2 separate regions of the Pan troglodytes genome follow, and region 1 is linked to region 2. The links are chromatin contacts, called in public Hi-C maps. All regions are on one chromosome and are shown on one strand. Each heading gives the region's core, a stretch centred on a gene start, on an enhancer-like site or on the middle of the called end of the contact. The rest is flanking DNA. Distances are from core to core; before and after follow the strand shown.

What was found. Hi-C and Micro-C count contacts between places; a contact is called where the count stands out from the background.
Region 1: a Hi-C map of induced pluripotent stem cells shows a contact between it and region 2, with 2.8 times the contacts expected there. The contact joins two enhancer-like sites. A contact is called at or near these places in 2 of 7 Hi-C or Micro-C datasets (both in induced pluripotent stem cells).

Annotation. Positions count from the first base shown.
Region 1 is chr14:82,160,351-82,165,233 of NHGRI_mPanTro3-v2.0_pri, reverse strand. No RefSeq gene overlaps it. Among named protein-coding and RNA genes, the nearest start is that of ACOD1, 400 kb to the left of the region's middle. Within about 2 kb of position 3,578, at least 2 of the 24 cell types and tissues checked have an H3K27ac peak or open chromatin away from gene starts, as enhancers often do. A contact at or near this core is called in induced pluripotent stem cells, where this site is marked.
Region 2 is chr14:81,726,024-81,731,272 of NHGRI_mPanTro3-v2.0_pri, reverse strand. No RefSeq gene overlaps it. Among named protein-coding and RNA genes, the nearest start is that of LMO7, 490 kb to the right of the region's middle. Within about 2 kb of position 3,977, at least 3 of the 24 cell types and tissues checked have an H3K27ac peak or open chromatin away from gene starts, as enhancers often do. A contact at or near this core is called in induced pluripotent stem cells, where this site is marked.

The DNA.
Region 1 (4,883 bases), core at 2,329-4,828, 430 kb before region 2:
AGATACATTAAAATGTAGTTTTTATGTTTATAATGATATGCAGCCACATAAAAATAATATAGTAAACACCTTGGACTACAAAACAGCTGTGGGGAAGTTTTTGACGAGAAAATATCCCAGTTTGAGAACATTAGATTAGACATCAACATAAATTAAATATATTATTAATTCATTTGGAAGGGTTGAACATTTAAGAAGGCTGTTTCTACCAGCAGAAACAAAGATGGAGAACTGTCAAATAGTTGTGAGTTGCTCAGAATTCTGCTTGGCTTCCAGAAATTGAATTGGAAGCGGATGTCTGCCCACAAAGTGAAAATGATCTTATTAGTCAACACTTCTTTAAAGGAGAGACACACTGACAAAAATGGTTCTTTAGTGGACTCCCAGTCAAAGGAAAAGAAATATTAGATAAGCTAGAAAATATGTCATAGTGCTCTAAGTCTAGAATTTGAGAGTGGCAATTTAGAGGCAATTTTCAGGGATGCTTGAAAAAAAATTTGTAATTTATCTGTGATTCGTTTTTTGTGACCAGTTTGATGAACAACAGGAAATGGTTGATGAAATTTACTAAATATCTGAAAGAGTGCCCAGATTCCATGCTTTTTAGTTCTGTTTCAGACCCTAGTATATTTACTTTTGGTTGGTCAGAAGCACCAAAACAGACTTTACAACAGGAATTTAAGAAATTAGAAAGTATCTGTTCTGAAAAGAGAAAAAATACGTTACTGATAAGAAAATAATCAATTTTACTTTATCGGTATTTATTATTGGTTCTCTGTATAGCTTTTGTTTTAAATTTCCTATATTAGAACAGATTAGTTTTTGCTTTCTCTGCATTTTGAATCAAAATTTTAGTGGCAGTTTCATATATAAGTTTTTAGTTAGGTATTTGGAGCTGTTTCAAGGAGGATGACGTATATTTCTTGACTTCCAAAACATGAATGAAGAAATATATTATATGGCATTATGTCACAGTTTCTTATGTCATACTTTTGACATGGTCCTCAGTAGATATTTCTTGAAGTCATTGAACTAGAGAGGGGTGTGGTAAGTTTAGTAGTTACCACCAGGGGGCAGCAGAGGCTGTAGGATCTCAACACATGAAGTGGCTCTACTGGCTAAGGTGGGTACAGCCTTGCACTGTCCCTCCAGTTCTGCTGGGTTGTGGTTCATCTCAGGGTGATCATCAGAATGGAACAGGAAGTTTTTTAAAAAAATTCTGGGAGCATATAAGTATCAAATCATCATCTTTGAAGAAGTGGCCAGAACATGTCTAGTTTCCAAAACTATTGGTTATCTTCATGCATGAGAACAGGTAATAAGAGAAGGATAGGAAAGAGTTTCTCTGCAGTTGGTAGAAAAAACGATTAATCTCAAAGAAGAATGCCTACTTTTCCATGGGTTGACCCTAGGGAACTGTGGAATTGCTGCTGAAGTGCCAGAGTTTGGTCTAGGTCCTGCTGCTTGCTGCACAGAAAGCCAATCATTGAGATGATAAGTATTGCCAGGGAAGAAGGCTTTAATTGGGTACTGCAGCTGAGAAGATGGGAGATCAATCTTAAACACATCTCTCTGACCAAGTACAATAGGGGAAGGAATGTAGCTAAGTGTAGGAGGGCTAAGCAAGAGAAGCTGGTCAACAGGAGGCAGGTGGTTCGTTAGACAATCATGATGGGTGAGGGGTCTGGGATCTCATTGTCCGGATGTAGTGACCTGGTAAGTGTCAGCTCCTTCATACTATCTGGGAGGTCTGATGGCCAGTTTCCTGAGGAAGGAACTCAGATAAGACCAATGCAAGTTTCACACTTTAAGACCAGGAGAGTTAATATCGATGTGTATTCAAACACAGTAAATATCAGTTCTATGGGACAATTGTGCCAGTTTGAGTGTAATGGACTATAGATGGGATTTTCAGGGGCTTATTTGGGGATATTGGGTTTCACATTCTGTAGTTACATGGCAGAAAGAAAAGTAAAAGAGACTTATTTTAACTGATGAGGAATAACTACTGACTCGTCTCAGCTGTAAGTTGACCCACAAAGAGTTCTGCTTACGCTCTTTTGTTCTGGCTCTAACTGCAGCTGCTCTCATGCCTCTAACTTACATCAGTGATTTCAGTGTTCACTTACATATAGAAATGCTTCCCTCTTTGGTTCCCTCTTTGTTAAGTTTTTAATATTTGCATTAAAAGCATTGATGGTAGTTAGAACACAAAGTCTTGATTCTGTCTCAGATATACTACCCGCCCCCTGCCTCCTTTTTCTGAGGTAGAGTCCCTTGTATATTACCATCCTCTTATTATGCTGGACTCAGGAGTATGTAACTGTTTCTTTTCGTCTTCCAAGATGAAGAGTAAGAAAATAGGACAGGGGCAGTGGCTCACACCTGTAATCCCAGCACTTCAGGAGGAGGCCGAGGCAGGCGGATCACTTGAGGTCAGGAGTTTGAGACCAGCCTGGCTAACATGGTGAAAACCCGTCTCCACTGAAAATACAAAAAATTAGCTGGGTGTGATGGTGCATGCCTGTAATCCCAGTTACTTGGGAGGCTGAGGCTGGAGAATTGCTTGAACCTGGGAGGGGGAGGTTGTAGTAAGCTGAAATCGCACCAACTGCACTCCAGTCTGGGTGAAAGAGCAAGACTCTGTCTCAAAAAAAAAAAAAAAAGAAAAAGAAAAGATCTTTATATGTGTATCTTTGAGCAGATTGAATCTAGAGTGGTCAAACAGTAGCTGGATAAAGCCTGGGACAGCAAAGGGGATGTAAGCGCAGAAATGTTTAATGTTCTATGGAATATTACGTACAAAATAGGGTTTGTTTTCTGGGCTCAGAAGCTTCATTTGATCCAAGATAGACTCCAAGAATAAAGGAGTTTTTGTGATATTCAGTTCCACTAACTCTTTTTGGAGCACTGCAAGCTCCTTTCCCAGCTAAGTTAATGAATTTGAATTTTATTCTGAGCGTGTTGGAAAGACTTTGGAGGGATTTATCCAGGAAAAACAGGTTCAATTTATGTTTAAAAGAAAGGAATATAACTGTTCAATGATGAACAGATGGTAAGGAATAAAAGTAAAAGCAAGAAGATCAATTAGGAAAAAATCATGATTTTAGATGATGTCACTTAGACTGTGATAGTAGTAATGGAGATGGATAAAGTAGACAGATATAGTACATGCTTTCAAGTTTCTAGATAAACTAGGTCTATTTTTGTTTGGTAATGTGTGGGGGCAGGATTTTGGAAGATAATGGTTGGAAAGCCTATTCTTTTTCTTTCAGTGCCCTTGTATAAATCTGTGAGCTGCTGCTTGTGCTCAGACATTACTATGCAAATTGGGTAAAGAAAAAAATGAATTTGTTCTTCTACAAACTACATTCATTAATTTAAGGAGATTAAAGTGTTTTCTTATACTCAAATTTGTTTTCTGAAGAAATGACATATTATGAAGAAACACAAAACAGAACACATGTGTCCTCACCCTACGTTATGTGGAGATAGGAAAAGAGTTCAGCAGGCAGGATGAAGCATGCTGTGAAGGACAAAGGCAGTTTCTTGCGGGAAGCACTGACAAATGCCTAGAAGTTTGTTCAAACCAGATACAATGTTGCATGTCTGGTCCTAAGATCAGTCTATCCACACATCAAGAGGGAGGTATGGATGTGTTCTGTTGGAATTGGATCATCACCGAATACACATTTTTCAGTTTTCCCTTAGTGTCCTGGATTTTATTTCATTATTTGTTGTTGTTGTTGTTGTTGTCATCGTCGTCTTATGGTCACATGTGTGAGTGATTTTAAAAAGAATGTACCATCATCAGCCTGTGAAAGGACTGACCTAAGGGTCTGGCTATCTGTGTGAGACTTGTCTCTTTTGCCAAATAGCTGGACAAGTCTTTACTTACCTTCCCTGGATAAATGACTGTGATATAAGGAGTTTTATTCAGTGATTCCAAATGTCTTCCAGCCCTAATAATTTGTGACTCTGATTTTTGAGGTTCATGTGGAAGCAGTGTGAACTCTTGACACCTTCAATGGGCTGCCAGTTTTTGCCTTAAATGAAGGAGTCTCATCAGCTGCATTTCTATCAGCAGTCTCAGAGAAACACAAATATTTGAACTTTCAGGGCAAAGAGAAACATAATGGCAACAGGTTGTTGCTTCAATCCCACTGGAAATATCTGTATTTCCTTCTGGATTCATTGCATTCTCATTTTGGTGTTCCTTGGGATTGTGGTCATCTTTTTTTAGCTATCTTCTTTGTTGAGAACTGTTTATTTTTTTTATGTGCCACCTGCCCGTTATTTCTCTTTCTCTCCTAAAAAATAGATGAGTTAAACAGAAGTAAATTGTCAAATGCCCCTGAGTTCAGAGCTTCCATGTTCTCTGTGCTGTCTGGTATGGCATGGATCACAAAGACCTTTGGTTACCTTTCATTGTCCAGTTGTGTTTTTTAAGGATTTACTTGGTACATGGCATTGGACTAATAGTAATATTCTTCAGATTTCTGTTTTCTTTGTAATCTAATAATCTAATTTAATGCTAAGGCAGATTAATATTATGTAATAAATATATATCACCATTATATATCCATAATTAAAGTAAATATTTTTTAAAAGATTATATAGATAATAGGTTAGCAAGAAGAATTTCTCCTAGATTAGAGGGGACAAACAGAGGCTAAGTTAGACATAGCGAGTGAGGCATGTTGGCTTAGCAGGCAAAAAGAAATGGATAATGAGGCCGGGCACGGTGGCTCATGCCTGTAATCCCAGCACTTTGGGAGGCTGAGACAGGCGGATCCCCTGAGGTCAGGAGTTTGAGAAACAGCCTGGCCAACATTGTGAAATCCCGTCTCTACTAAAAAAATACAAAAATTAGCTGAGTGTGG
Region 2 (5,249 bases), core at 2,728-5,227:
TGATATCTGTGGCAGATAATGTACCCCTGGAGGGTTGCCATCTGGTTCATGTATTTTTAATAATTTCAAGATTGGGTTACTATAGTTTAGATCTACAGTGTTCTTTGTTTTGTTTGGTCTGGAGTTAAAAATGAGTCACTGTAAACCCAGAATAAGCAACTCCATACAATTGAAAATGGTATGGGGTGAAGACATCCAATTGACTTGTAATGGGAGCATGTTGTTAAAGACATCTATGTTTCAAATGCAAGCTCAATTAGAAATCAACACAAAGTAACAAACATTTACTTTTAAGAATTTACTAGTTATGACATTTTCCAATATTAGGGTAGTTTTGACTGAAAAGTATTAATACTAAATATTTATATTAGAAATTAAGGGAAAGTTGACAAGCTTAAAGTAATATTTATGTTCCTCCAAAGAAACTATGTGAGAGAATATTAAACCTTCTAAATGATTATGCCAGGCACACTGTATGCTACTTTAACAACTAAAAGACATCCCAATTGACTGTTGAATGTTGCTGGCAAAATGATTCACTCCCAGAGAGAAAACCAGAGTGGAAAATTCGAAGAGTATCTTTTTGTGATCTTTTCTCTTTTTTTGCCAGGCAGAAATATAAATTTTTATTTACATTTTAAATTTCCTCCCTTCTCTTAATATCTTCCTTAATTCATCACTGGTAGTAACAAACTGCACTTTGTGCTAGTATGGTTTGAAATTAGAAAAACATCTGACAAAATATGTTTACTGAAATTCTTTAGCACGTCATAATTTGATGTATTACCAATTTAAAAATAAAAATTGTACTTAGAAATTATAAATATTAATTTATTTATAAACTATTTATAATATAAATATTATAGTTCTCAGGAGAGAACTTTTAATTCCTTAACAGTGATTGATGTTTATGTGTTGTCGTCCATGTACACATACATGCACATATGCGTGCACACACACACACACACACACACACATACTCTTACATAACTGAAATGACAATATGCTTCTGGTAAATACTACATAATTATTTTGTAAGTTAATATTTATAATTCTTTAACAGCTCATGGTAAATGACCATATCATATGGCATTCCATTGATGTGCCATAATCTATTTAACTGTCTGTTGTTTCATATTTATGTTGCTTCCAGTTTTCCACTTTTACTAATAACACATTTTTACAGAAATATTTATTCAACTTTCTAAATAGATTCTTTGAATAAATCCTAAAAGGGAAAACAATGGGTTCAAGGGGTTCTTGGTACATGTTACTAAATTATTTTTCATAAAGATTCTAACAATTTTTACCCTGGAAGCAGTAAGTATTACTATCATTTTTAAAAATACATGTTACTTTGGTGTTTATCAATGATATTGGTGATAAATTGGTATTACCTTGATGGCTAGTGAGCTTTGACACAATCCCACATGTATGCTCACATATACTTATTCTTCTATAAATGTTTTGTTCATGTTCATTTCTCAGTTTTTGGAAATTTGCTCTTTCATGTTTGTCTTTTCTCTATTTATTGAAATTTATCTTTCCCATGGCTTTAAGGTGGAAAAAGAAACATGACATGTCCGTTATGTTGTATGGAATATGAAGGAAGGGCAGGGAAAGGCTTCATGTCATCCCTCAGTTTCAGGCCTGGGGAGTTCTCTGCACTTCAGAGCTTAGGGACCATCCAAAAGAAAATAGTTAAAAAAAAAAAAAAAAGGCAAGGGGAACTCAGAAGTAGAATTACCTATTCTAGATAATAATTTATATAACTTTTATTTTATAGATAATGGAATTGAGGTATGTAAAAGCTTGTTAATGGTAAGACCAAGACTAGAGCTGAAGCCCAGGTTATCTGACCACAGATTTACACTGATTCACATTTGGAAAGACAGAATCTCCTAGATCCCTTTGGCACTGTGCCTCAGGTCTGTCCCAGTCAAAGCCAGAGTCCATCCTTGGTTTGAAGTGGGGAAGAAAGGGTGTTGAGTCTATACAGTGGGGAGCACCACCAAGTTACTATGTTTTCTTCCCTACTTTTCTTACAGTTTACTATTTTATTGATGTGCAAACTGTAATTAATGTACTGAGAAATTCTGGCTGATTTTGTCCTGGGTTGAAGATATGGTCGTATTTAAGGCCAACTCATTGCACCAGAAGGCAGCATGACAAAAGCTGATGTGAATAGGACTCTTCCAAAAATGGCAATGATACAAAGTTGATTAACAAGATTTTTTTCAAAAACCCATTAAACTATCAATTCTAACGTGCTGATATTTAAAGAGGAATACTCGATAGCAGAAAGATAAATTACAGTAATTGAATCAAAGTGCAATCAGCAAATGTTTGCACTGAGAACCCACCGGTTTCTTCAACATTCCTGTCTTTGATAGGTCTAACTGGAAGTTTCCAAATCTACAGAGTAAAAATAGTCAATATTCCTACAGGTTTCTGTTTCTTCTTGCACAAGAGAGATATAGGTTATACTGTATATTTCAATTACAGTCATTTAGATCACTGTGTAGAGAATTCTGAATCCACAACAGGGACCATCAGAGTCCCAATGAGCATTTGACTATGTCTACCATACGTCCAGCAGAAGGAAGCAGCAGTCAAATATTTTTCTCATCTCTGTGCCATCATCAATAGGCAGAAAGTGACATGACAGAGATCGTGATTATGGGCACAAAAAGAATAGAGATCAATTAGTTTCTCTGTATTGTGGGTTCAATAGACTTAATTAAACCACATTCCTGGTCCTGTTCAGGGATGCCTTACAGAAAAATAAAAGTCATCTTGAAACCTCCTTCCCATGAACATAGGACCTAATTGTTAATGTCATTTAAAGAAGTAAAATTCCTAACTTCACTTTTCAGTTATCTCCCTTTGTGTACTTATATCAAAATTGCCCTCCAACATTTCAAACATATGATACAGAAAAGACTTTACTGGTTCTCCACAGTTCATAGTGAGTGTAACTTACATGAACAATCAGCATAGATGTAACTACAGCCCTTAATTCATTCCTCTTACCAGAAACACTGATGGTTGCGGTTATAAAGTGTTAACTACTGCTATCTCTTAAATAAAATGAAAATGTAACCTAAAATAAGAATTATATCTTTCAAGGAAAATAGTTTATAAATGTAATACAAATATAACCTTAAAATAACTTTCACATTTCTCAACGAATAGAAATTTATATTTTTTAAAACATGCAATTTACTAAGAGTTCCTATAATCACAGCAATTCTCATATTAGCATAGAGCACATGCTCGTAACTTTGTAGTCTGGCAGTTTATCGAACTAGTCTTTTTTGTTGTTGTTGCTATTTAGATCTTGATTTTAACATTCATATATCCTAAAAGAACATGAGTGAATAAATTGAGTTTGATTCTTTAGAGGTAACTTCATATTCAACCCATTATCCCTTTTTGAAGAAAACTGCATCCATATATTAGTATTCACAGCACACATACTACAATTTTCAAGGCACGTGTCAGACCCATGGAAGAAAATAATTCATCATGATGTCTGTGAAAATAGCTCCTGAATCCATTCACCCAGATTTTCTTTTCTGAGTTTCTGATGCACATTTCCAACCTTCTGGTAGGCACCTGCATCAATACCCAATGTCCCTATTTTTATTACAGTATCACTAACCACTTTTAACCAGAAAACTCTTCTTTTTTTATTCTTCCTTTTCCCATTTATCCTGTATGTAATAAGTCACCAAGTCTTCTTCATAATATTATACTCATCATTCCTTTCATTCCTGTGGCCCCACCCTAATCACCATAGTAACCACCAAATCAGGAGGTTGAATCCAATCATAAGTTCTATCCTTTCCAGGTTACAGAAAGCTCAAAATAAGTATTAGGTATATAAAATGCAGGCTCACTTAGCACCTCAATTTAAAGACTCCAAGTCTAAGTCGTCTCGTAAAGCAGCTCTCGCCACCTACTGTCATACCTGTGACCATGCTAAATGCTGAGGCCAGTGGTAGAAGCAGCTTGCAGAGAATCCAAGCTTACAGTCCTTCCTTTGTTTTTATTCATAAGCAGCTGTGAGAAATGTTCCATTGGCAAGGGCCCTGTCTCAACAATGATGGTGCCTCCTGAGAAACTCCTTAAAATTTGTGAATGCACACCTTCCTCCCACCACCCCAGGATCCTGAAGAAAGGTGTTGAAAAGACACTGCTCAACAGAAGATCTTAAAAGAGAGTCCACCTTCTTGTAATCTTACTGAAAAATGATATTCGTCACACCTTGCATCCAGAGCTTCTGAAATACAGCCACATTATCCAATGAAAGAAACCATTGATCTTTGTAGAAATGGTCACTTCTAGGATTGGGGCAGTAAATATAAAAGATGAGCCTGGAGCACTGTATAGTGGCAAAGCGAGGAAGTGCCCCCAAAAATGACAATGCAGGAGATTTCTCAATGGGACATAGGGAACATCAGACATGCATATTTAAAAGATAATGTATGATGTACAGATCCAACAGACAATGTCAGGAGTGCAGATCAAAGCCTGCACTGTTAGGTCATGCCATTGATGAAGAGCATCATGATCTTATGAGCTAACCTAATGATTGCCTGTCTGGAATAAGATCAGCATACATGTACCAGCTGCATGAACTATCCTACAAGTTATCTGAGCATCACCATGGTCCAGTTACACTCTGAACTTCAAAAAAAGCACAGGGAGGAATAAAAAGGACCTCATCCAAATTGACCCAGACTCTTCAGTTGGAATTATAGCAGAGACAAAATGGGCTTTGTGATTCATTCTGCTGAAGGAGAGATCTTTTTAGGGGTAATTTTTTGTACAAAAGTCCCAATAACAGCTCATGTGGGAATGTAGGTAGAATATATGTGGAGGTGATATAGATAACTCCATTCTCCCATCCTTCATTGAGCTCCTTTCAGGACTTTGTACCAATACATGCCTTTGAACTGAGCAGGAAACTGTTTCTGCATTATGCAGGATTCATTGAGAAACACAAAGCAAACATAGGCCCCTGTGTGCCTTCTCTGCTGTGAATAAACAACAGATCCAATAGTAAGAAGAATAATTGTATTATGTTTCTAAAAATTTCATAAGGAAATGAGTCTCTGGTTAGTAATTAGACGAGTTTGCATCTTATGATGATGCTGTAATTCTTGCATTATAACTGACCATATTATAATATTTTGGACTTTACAAAGAGAGGGAAGGGGTAGGACCTCAGACCAAAAAAAAAG